2 separate regions of the Canis lupus genome follow, and region 2 is linked to region 1. A link is a contact called in public Hi-C data. All regions are on one chromosome and are shown on one strand. The core of a region is the stretch at or near the end of the contact, and the rest is flanking DNA. Distances in the headings are between cores, read along the strand shown. Region 1 holds the start of CDX2 (homeobox protein CDX-2). Region 2 has its middle 48 kb from the start of GTF3A.

Evidence for each region. A called contact is a pair of places that touch in the nucleus more often than the background predicts.
Region 2: a Hi-C map of skin fibroblasts shows a contact between it and region 1, with 2.9 times the contacts expected there. The contact joins the enhancer-like site here to the promoter of CDX2 in region 1. A contact is called at or near these places in 4 of 9 Hi-C or Micro-C datasets (amygdala, blood, liver and 1 more).

The regions. Positions count from the first base shown.
Region 1 is chr25:11,757,350-11,762,527 of UU_Cfam_GSD_1.0, forward strand. CDX2 (homeobox protein CDX-2) reads left to right here and starts at 3,661. Exons shown (of 3, transcript XM_038573394.1): 1 at 3,661-4,342. The coding sequence starts at 3,802.
Region 2 is chr25:12,289,676-12,295,371 of UU_Cfam_GSD_1.0, forward strand. No RefSeq gene overlaps it. Among named protein-coding and RNA genes, the nearest start is that of GTF3A, 48 kb to the left of the region's middle. Within about 2 kb of position 2,311, at least 4 of the 20 cell types and tissues checked have an H3K27ac peak or open chromatin away from gene starts, as enhancers often do.

The sequences.
Region 1 (5,178 bases), core at 2,411-4,910:
GTGTTTCACTATTTGGATAATTTCATTGATCTGAACAGGATTCAGAAAGTAGACTTTCGAGCTAAGATGGAGAGAGATGGCCTGCCCTATCTGGGTTATAAGAGTCACAGACACCCCAGTTTTCAGGAGCCACAAATATGGGGGAAAGGAGGGTTCCCCAAGCTGGAGCAAACACTGGGGACCTTTGAGCAGGGAGAGAGCCCTGTCAATGATCTGTAGATTCAAGGAGTGTCCATCTGCCTAGAGGAGCAATCCGCCCCTTCCTGCACCTCAAGCTGCTCCCCCTGCCCTGCCCACCGCGCCCCAGCCCTAGCCACCAGCCGGAATTCTGGAAGCCCTGACCCTCTCCGAGGAATGTTGAATGGCCTTTACAATGTTAGCAACAAAGAGACGTCCCTTTGATAACTGAGTTGTGGCTGCCCTGTAGTCTTCCTGATGCTTTATTTACCTGGCTCTCTTTCTTCCCACCCTCTCCTACCCTTAAAAGCTTGCTTTAGCTCTGACTCCACGGGGTCACATTCAGCCTCAGCTCAACCCCAGCCCCAAGCTTTCCACCACTGTGCCTCCTCCAGAGCGATTTGCTGAAGGCTTCTCTGGTGGGGCAGCTGGTTGGAGACCAGAGGTACTGGCTGGAAAGGAGCCTTGAGCAGAGAGGTTGGGGATGACCATCCCAGGTGGTTCTCAGCTCAGGCCAAAAGTTCTAAGAAAGCCACCAAGTACCTTGGGTCTGGTACTGAGAAAACTCACCCCTGAGGCTCTGATGCAGGTGGCACCTGCCTTCAACAGGCCACACATTTGCACCCAAAGGCTGATGGGGTCCCATCCAGAGCAGGCCTCCAGAGGATAGGCACCTCATAAAGACCTGCCAGAGGCTAAGCCATCATCACGATGAAAAGACACCCAAGCTTCTTTCTCATCAGCCACCTTCTACTACTCTCTGCTCCTGGCACCCTGCCCTTTGGGGACCCAGATGGGCCTCTTGGATGAAGGGCAACTGGATATGAAGGGACACTCCCAATCTGAGGAGCTTGTTCAAAGAAATCAGTATAGGCTCCCTTCCTCTCACCAAATAGCCAGACCCAGGACCTAGGAGGGGATGGTGTGCTTGTTACTGCCATGTAGGCCCATTTTCCATGAAGAAAACCAATTGTTTTTTCACCACGATTTCCTTTTTTTCCAGCTCTTGCACCCCAATTGAGCCTCAGGTTTACCTGTGGTCCAGCCAGCTCTGAGGTCTGGCATGGCCCCTGGGGCCAGAGCAACCCTGGTCGCTCCCAAAGCATTTGGGCGGGCAGACCAGAGCCCTTTCTCAGGGGCAGAGCACAGAGACACAGCTGGAAAACCGGGACAATTAGTCAGCGGCCCGCGGCCGAGCCATAAAAACGCAGGAAGCGGCCACTGCAGGGCGGAGGGAATGGCTGTCCCCAATAAAGTGATTGTTCCAAAGAATGCCCACATTCCGAAGACACAGGCTTGAGCCTGGGCCTCGGCTTCCAGAGCTCAAGGCTTGGGAGGGGGCTGGGAATGGGGGGACAGAAAGAGGAATTGTGTCTCCAGGAAGAGGAGGAAGATGTTTGGTAGATCAAAAGTCTGCAGTGCCCACCACTTAACCTCCCACATTCCCACCCCATCAGGACTGCAGACTCCCACTTTCTCTCCCTCTCCCCCAACTCAGTGATTTGGGTTCTGTAATGGGGCTTGCAATTTATTTCCTATTTTATTTCCTGAGAGGTCCAATGACACTCAGCTGCCTGGGCCAGGCCAGTAGATCAATGGAGGACCTGCTCCTGTCTCCCACCTCTTGAGTGCTCAGCTCTCTGACATCCCTCCCCACCCCTGATTTTTAACCCTCTTTCTTGGGAGACCAGCAAGCAGGAGATCCCACACCCCTGGGTTAGTTCAGATCTTACTTGGGCCTGGCCTCTTTCTACTATGCAGCTTTGGTGGGTGTCATCTGTAAAACGGAGATGACAACACCAGCTTTGTTCCCCATCTAGGGAGATGTGAGGATCAAGGCAGATAAAGGGCACTGGAAGGAGCTCTCCAGAGATGAGAAGGTGAAGTGACAAATACCAGAGAGCGCTTGACAATGAGAACCGACAAGTGCAGATCTGGAGATGAGTGGCTAGCGTCCCGCTGGTTCCAAGAGCGCCTTCAAAAACACGCAGGCATCTTGCCCAGTCCGTGGATCGGGCCGCTGCGATTCTCAAATCCTGGTCCGTCAGCACAGTCCGGGCTCGTAAGTAGAGAAGGGCTGGAAGGCTCCCGCGGGTCTGCTGCCTGCAGTGGCTAAAACAGAGGCGCGTGCCTAAGACGAAGCTCACGGCGCCTTGCGCTCCAGTTGCGGCAGTTCACAAGCCAGGCCCTGCCACACAGGTCCCAGCAGCCGCCACCAAGCCCCGTGCCCCCGACACAGTGCATCAAAACCAAGGAAGATCCTTTCCCAACTCTTCCCCATTCGGAGCTCTCAAGAAGCAATCGGTAATGGCCTAGGTTCCCTTCCCCTCTCCTGGAGATGAAAGACAATTGTCTTCGGATAAAGCTTTGCTTTGTAAAGCAGAACGTGTTTTTAAGACAAAGTTATGACATGTACCTACGTACATATTATCAGAAACTCTGGCTCTCTTTTCCTTAATTTTTAACCACTCATTTAAGTAAACCTCTACGTGTAGGCTCGCTGAATTTTTGCAGACAACATACTGTGTCACCTGCACCCTGCTCAAAAAATGAGAACTTTGCCAGCACCTTGGTTTGACCGTGCTGGCTCTTGAATGCAAATGCTCTTTAAAACATTAATTGCTTTAATTTAACTGAAACCCCAAATGTGAGATGAACTCCGAGATGCAACCTGAAGCTAGGGTCATAATTTATCTCGTGGGAGAGGCAAGAGGTTTCCTTGGGGGAAGAAAAAATCCGGTTAGCAGTGACAGTTGTTTGGGGCCCCGCAGTCACAGTCGTTCTGGCCGAGAGCTCAAACAGGGCAGGAACCGGGCCCATCTCTTAGGGTTCCGCCGGTCGTCATCTCCCCCGTTGGTCAAAACGTTGTCATCAAAGTAATGGCTTCCCTTTTCTTTTCTCTTTGGTATAGAAGGAGCTTCTTGATGCCCACCACCCGACCCCGCAAGTGCATAAACACTGTTATTTAGTCTCCAAGCCCAGGTTCCCATCAAGACAGTTCTTCCCCCCCCCCACCCCCTCTTTTGCAAGTCTCTTGATTTCATTCTTTGAACCTGTGATTGGAGGTTAAAGTGCACCAGGTTGGAAGGAGGAAGCTCTTAACAATAAAGGTTTGAATATTTAGCTGTGATCGGGTCCCGCGTGCTCCCCCCTCTCCTTATCTTTTAAAATGCAAATCGTGTTTCGGGGGGTTGTGCGCAGGGTGCGCGCTGCGCCTCGACGTCTCCAGCCATTGGTGTCTGTGTCATTACTAATAGAGTCTTGTAAACACTCGTTAATCACGAAAGGCCGCCGGCCCGGGGCTCCGCACTCCAGCCTGTGGCGGGTCTTCCCCGCCTCTGCAGCCCAGTGGGAAGGAGGTGGGAGGACAGGAGGAAGAAAGGGAGGAGGGAGGAGGCCGGCCCGAGGGAGGGACCGCCTCAGAGGCAGAGGCGCCCGAGGAGCCCGCGGGACTCCGCCGGCCGGGGCGCCCGCTGCCGCCGCTCGCCGCGCCCCGTCGCCCCGTCGCCCCGTCGCCCCGTCGCCCCGTCGCCCCGTCGCCCCTTCCCCTCTGCGGCCTCCCGGCAGCCCCCAGCGTCGGCCCCCAGGCAGCATGGTGAGGTTCGCTGGGGGGCCCTCGCCACCATGTACGTGAGCTACCTCCTGGACAAGGACGTGAGCATGTACCCCAGCTCCGTGCGCCACTCCGGCGGCCTCAACCTGGCCCCGCAGAACTTCGTCAGCCCCCCGCAGTACCCGGACTACGGCGGCTACCATGTGGCGGCGGCGGCCGCGGCGGCCGCGAACCTGGACAGCGCGCAGTCCCCGGGGCCCTCCTGGCCCGCCGCCTACGGGGCCCCGCTGCGAGAGGACTGGAACGGCTACGCGCCGGGGGGCGCCGCGGCCGCAGCCAACGCCGTGGCGCACGGCCTCAACGGGGGCTCGCCGGCCTCGGCCATGGGCTACAGCAGCCCCGCCGACTACCACCCGCACCACCACCCGCACCACCACCCGCACCACCCGGCCGCCGCGCCCTCCTGCGCCACCGGCTTGCTGCAGACACTGAACCCCGGCCCTCCGGGGCCCGCAGCCACGGCCGCCGCAGAGCAGCTGTCCCCCGGCGGCCAGCGGCGGAACCTGTGCGAGTGGATGCGGAAGCCCGCGCAGCCGTCCCTCGGGAGCCAAGGTAGGCGGCGGCGGGGGCTGCGGGGCTGCGGGGCTCGGGGGCTCGGGGGCTCGGGGGCTCGGGGGATGCGGGGCCCGCCGCGCGTCGGGGCGGACGCAGGCGTCCGGAGCTGGCAGGGAGCCCCGCCGGGCGGAGACGCACTCGGCCGGCCTCGCCTGCGGAGCTTCTCTGCGGCGCCTGGGTCGGCGCCGGGCGGGAGCGAGGACTCTGGGCTCCCAACCCGTGTTCAGTGTAGGGCAGAGGGGAGCCTTCCTCTTTCCAGCGGTCCTCCGTTCGTACGGTCCCAGCACTCTCGGGACGCTCCCAGGGTCGTCGGCGAGCACCGCGGTGCAGGAGCGGGATCGCGTCCTCCGCTCTCGCTGCAGCCAGCGCTCGGTGCGTAGCTTCGAGCCCCGGGCGAAAGGGAGCCTCGCCCTGCACCGGGCCGGGCTTTAGAGCGTTTCCCTCCACGCCATCAAGGCGCTCAAGAAGAGTGGTGGCCCGGAGGACTGGGTGGCTGTGCGTGGGGCCAGGTTCGGCCATTCGGGCCAATTCAAGGGATCTCAAGAGCTCTGGCAAGCAGGGAGACCGGGCCAAGCTGCAACAGAGTTGCAAGTTGCAACAGAGGCCCCAGGAACCAAGGAGAAGGGAGCGCGCCCCGTCATTGAACCTTGGATTTGCAAAGGAGTTAGTTGAGTCAAAAGCTGGAGGGCCGCGGGCAAGATGTCCTGAGAGTCCCCCGCGGAGGGGGAAGGGGATTCAGCTTGGGCTCCAGACAGGGATCATTTCTCCCATTCTCCCACCCCTCCTTCCCAGGTCTCAGGGGTGTGTGTGTGTGTGTGTGTGTGTGTGTGTAC
Region 2 (5,696 bases), core at 1,061-3,560, 530 kb after region 1:
AAGCACTCCTGCTTCACAGCAGCAAAGGAATGACCCGCAGGAATTGCCCCTCAGTGAAGTCAGCAAGACAGTGCCCTAAGAAAGACACCTAATGCCACCCTTTGGACCTCACAACTTAGGGAAAGGAAGTCTTGGGGGTCTTGCAGAGCCATTTGTATCAAGCACTGAGACTTGGAGACCCATGCCTCTCACACCAGGACCCTACGAAAGGTTATGTTTTACCAAATGCCCAGAGGGTGTGAAATGCCTCCTAAGAGTGGACATAACATGATTTCCTACCAGTACTACTAATCTTGCTTCTTTGTTATTCAGATTTGTTCCATTTTGTTGTTTGTTGGAAGGGAACTCACAGAACATAAACTAGCCAGTCTTAGGGAGATAAGAAAACAGCCCTAGGGAAAACACCAGAGCAACTGAGCTTGTATTAGAATGTGGTTGAGATCAAATTATAGAAAACAAAGACATTTAACAGAACAGGCTTCACTGATAGTTTTCTTACATGTTCTCTTAATGAAGAAAGCATACTGTGGGGCCCAGAACAAAGCTCATCTCCTTAACAGGCAAGACGGATCCAAGGATGGAGGGAAAAGTATGGGAGTGTCAAAAGAGACATTTTCAGCTGGCTTTTGCATTTGGGAGGATTCAAGGTCAACAAATGTTGCCAGCTGAAGAGTCACAATAAATTTTTAAAGGGAAAAAGGACCTACCTTCAGGTGCCTCTGCTGACTCATTTTCCTTATAAGGATAAATGTGACCTTGGTGTGATTTTTTTTTTTTTTTTTTTTTTTTTTGGCAAAAAGTCTGGCAGCCTTTCCTTCTGGGCATAAACAACAGATGAGGCCATTTGACATCAGCTTGGTGTACTTCCAAGAATCATGTGAGCTTGATTTGGCACTACCGTTTTCCAAAAGTTAACACTGCCTGGATATGTGTATTCTTGGAGAAAATAAAACAGAGGTATATATGTATATGCAGTTGCCCACCTTAGGATGGGGACCATGTCCGACACCTGGAGAGCCCCTGCCCTGGTTGCCTGGCCTGCAGCAGGTGCCCACTGGTTGAATGAATGATTGCAAGATATTTATGTGTTGTCCACGGTCAAAGAGAGCAGGGAATGGAACATGGTGAAAGGTGTGCAGAGCCCTGCTCCGGGCTGAGGTCCTTCCAACACCTCAGGCCTAACCACCCTCTGCCTTAGCAAACATTTCTCTTCCTCCTCTCCATCCACTGGCTGCTGGAGGCTGCCCTGAGGAATGCAGTCCCCTGGGGTGATGCTCCCCACCTTACACCTTTGCAGGCTGGTAAGTGGGGCCTAAGAGGAATTTCTTCCAGAAGTGCAACCCTCTTATTAATGTAACCCCCTTAAGTCCATTACAAAGGAATTTGTAGAGGAGGGGAAAAGCTGTCTGAGTTCTGCCACCCCGGACAGGCGACTCTGGAGGTCACAAAGACCGGTACCCTGCCCTCTTCACTCCCGGGGGTGTGTGTGTGTGAGGGGGAGGGGTCTGAATGTGGGAGAGTCCCCCAGGGTGGGGGAAGTGCTCCCACTCCTCCCCCTCCCCCTGCGGGGCCCAATTCCCTGCATCCGTTAGCATTAGCATGTGCTGTTGGAAGTGGCCCCTTCCCCTCCTGCAGGCCAGGCCGCACTGGCCAGGGCTCCCCCACTGCTCCTGGCCAAACGAATCCCCACAGCCCTCCGCTCTCCCTCGCTGTAAACACTTTTATTTTCACTTCGGTTTATGGCCTGCCCTTCGAAGGGATCTCAACTTGTTTAAACCAGCTCTAAACAAAGGGCTCTGCTGATTACAGACATGCTGCTGGTTTTATGGTGGCCTTCCTTTGTCTCGCTTTCTCCCACTGCCTTCCTTCCTCCCCACCCCCTCCGGCCAGGTACCAGGTCTTCTAAGGGAGGCCTTCCAGCCTCTGAGGGGTGGGAGGGCGGGGAGGGGGGTCCCACCACCTCTTTCTGGTTCCCCTCAGCTGCAGGCCTGCTGCTCTGACAGGAGGTGGGGGATAAAAGGACCAGGAATCCCAATGTTCCCGAGGTCGGGCTTCAGCCTCCCCCCCCCCCCCCCCCCCCCCCCCCCGCACCCAGTGAGGGGGACTCTGGGCCCTGTCCTGGGGGTTCACCTGGCTGGCATCTGTACCATGCTCCCTCAGGGGATGTTGACATCCTGACCCTAGTCTATCCCCTGGACCACCCTAACCAACCCACACTCCACTCAGCTGTATGCCCCGAGATCAGCTGTGGAGCGGGCAGGAGATAAAACTCCTGCCCCTTGTGGGGACAGACACCCAGCCTCTGCCACGGACACTAGCATGGGCCCCTCAGGCAGGGACCTCAGAGCAAGTTGAAGATGGGCTCCAAGCTGGCAGCCTTCTAGTCATTAAGTGGCTAACTATTCCTCTCAGGTTAGTGCTAATTCCCTTTGCTGGGCTTCCTCTCTCTGTGATGGAAAGGGCAGAGGGTCCTGAGGGAGCCCGAGGGCCTAAGGACGTGACAACTTCCCTGAGGTTCCTGGGCTCACCAGCACCTGGGAGAGTGGATGGGCTGAAGTGGGTGACAGTAGCAGCTCAGGAGATGCCTGCTTCCCTGCTGATGCTGGGGGTGACTCCAGGGCTCCACACACAGCTCCCCGAATATACAGAGGGAAGGAAAGAAAATGACCCACCAAAAGGAAATGGTGTAAGGTCCCACTGACCTCCCTTTGTTTCACCTGGGGATTCCTCTTTGGCAGAGGGTATTTGTTCAAGGGAATCCAAAGAAAGCCTTTGAAAGAAGGGTCTAGGGCTACTTGGTGGGAGGGTGCGGAAAGGAAGCTCAGAGCCTTGAGTTTTCTAAACAAGCTGACTCAAAGAGAAAGATGATTGTCTCCAGTGTGTGCCCTAGTCACACAAACACAGGGGACAGAAGAGGGACAGTCATGTGACAAAAGCCCATTCCCCATTCGCAGTGCCCGGTCACCTCTTCTTCAGGTGTGACATTCTAGATGGAACTCGGGCAAAGGCAGATCTACCTAGGACTGGACCTGGCACACAGCAGGCGCGTTGGGAAAATAAATCATGGTGTGATTCTATGTTTCTAAGCTATGAAGTAAAAGATGTGAGAAAGCCAACACATAGACAATCATCATAAGGAAATGTGGTGCCTGCTGGGGGTGGGATGGGAGGTGCCAGGGCAGGAAAATCTCAGCGGCCCCTTCTCACTCCCTCCCTGAACGTCAGCCTCTGAGTTAAGAAGCCAGCACCAAGGAAGGGGGAGCCCACTCAGCAGCAGATTCCAGAGTTGGTCCAACCTCTTTAAAACCCATTGTAGGCAGATTTTGTCCTACTGCCTGTGTGTGTTCCTTCTCACTGTTTAATAAAAGCCCTGCATTTCTATAGTAGGAGGTTTTTTTTTCCAGTTTGCACATACGCTCTCTTATATAATGCTTAGGATTGCTCAGTATGTATTTTTGTCTTATTTTTTTAGAAGAGGGATCGAGGATATAGAAAAAGTAAATGACTTATTCCATGAACTGAACCACAGATCACTAGAACTGAAATAAAAATGCCAGCAGTTCATTTTATTTTAGGATTGACAATATACTCCCAAAATTAACATGGAAAAATAAAGGCCCCCAAATAGCTAAGACAATAACAAAGGACAAAATTGGAGTTTCTACACTTCCAGGTGTCAAAACTTATTATAAACATACAGTATTTAAGATGATATGGTATTGTGTTTTTTAAAAGGATTTTATTCATTTATTCATGAGAGACAACAGAGACACAGGCAGAGGAAGAAGCAGGCTCCAGGCAGGAAGCCCGATGCAGGACTTGATCCTAGGACCCCGGGGTCATGCCCTAGGCCAAAAGCAGACACTCAACAGCTGAGCCAGCCAAGCTCCCCAAGATGATGTGGTATTGATGCAAAGATAGAAAAATAGCCAATGGCACAGAACAGGGTCCATAAGTAAATCCACACATATGTAGACACTGGATTTATATCAAAAGTTCCAGCACAGAGGAGTGGAGAGAATGATCTTATCAGTAATTAACACCGGGGCAACTGGATATCTATATCTATTTTTAAAAATCTTGGCCCCTGACTCACACCATATACAAAAATTAGTTCCAGATGGATTGATCCTCTAAATGTAAAAAATAAAGTTTCTAGAAAAAAACAGGAAAATATCTTCTTGACCTTGAACTAAGGGAAAAAAATTTTCTAACAGGACACCAAAACCATTAACCATAAAGGAAATAGATAAATTCAACTATATTAATATTAAGAACTTCTGTTCATCAAAAACATATTTGAGAGAGTGAGGCAAACAAGCCAAGAGTAGAAGACAATGTTTGCAAGCATATAACAAACAAAGGACTTGTATCTGTAACATATAAAGAACTCCCACAAATCAACAAGTGAAAGACAGACCACTCACATTGCCCCCTAGTGTATGGTGCTATTGGACTAGAAGCAGACCTTTTAGGGATCCTGCTAAGGAGAAGTTGAATAGGGATAAATTTTATTTGGGTTGATAAGATGTACTTATGTGATTCACAGTTGCTTCTTTCTCTTTTTTTCTTTAAGATTTTATTTATTTATTCATGAGAGACACACACAGAGAGAGAGAGAGAGAGAGAGAGAGAGAGAGAGGCAGAGACACAGGCAGAGGGAGAAGCAGGCTCCATGCAGGGAGCCTGACTTGAGGACTCCATTCCAGGTACTCAGGTATCATGCCCTGAGTGAAAGGCAGATGCTCAACCGCTGAGCCACCCAGGCATCCCACAGTCACTTCTGTGTACAGTTAAGTTATTGCTAATTCTCCTGGTGTAAGAATGGCTTCAAGGAACATATTTATTCACTTCCCACTGCCACATATATGTTTGGCATCAGGGCACAAAGATGAAATGTTCTTCTAATCACTAGGCACACAAACAATTTTCAATAGAGAAGTTGGTTCTCAGTGTCACTGAGCTAAACAGAAGTTCCCCCCACTCAGAAACATACTCAATAATGTAGACTATAAATGAAATGCATCATTTGTTTTCTTTTTACAAACATCAAGTGTTCATTAGGATTTCTGGGTTTGTAGGATGTAAGTCTGTAACAGTATTTTGCATGGTGACTGTGTGAAGTCATATGTTTTATGAATCTCAACCACCATGCCAGAGGAGAAAAGACTAATTTGTCTTTCTAAAGAATGATAAAACAAAATCATTGACAGATGAAGAGGAGATAAAAAAAACTATGAAGCCCAGAAAGGTAGGGACCACCTCACATCCATTAGGATGGACTTTATAAAAACAAACAAACAAAAAAAAAACCAAACAAGAGGGCATGCCTGGCTGGCTCAGTAGAGCATTGACTCTTGATCTCAGGGTTGTGAATTCAAGACCCACCTTAGGTGTAGAGATCACTTCAGAACAAAACAAAATACAAGTGTTGGTGACGACGGGAAGAAATTGGAAACCTTGTGCATTGTTGGTAGGAATGTAAAATGGTGCAGCCACAGTGGCAAATGGTATGGCAATTCTTTAAAATGTCAATCAAAGGATTAACATATGATCCAGCAATTCACCTTTATACCTAAAAAAAAGTAAAAGCAAGGACTGGAACAGATATCTACACACCTAAGTCCATAGCAGCATTATTCACAGTAGCCAAAAGGAAACAACCCACATGTCCATGGATAGATAACTAAAAAAAA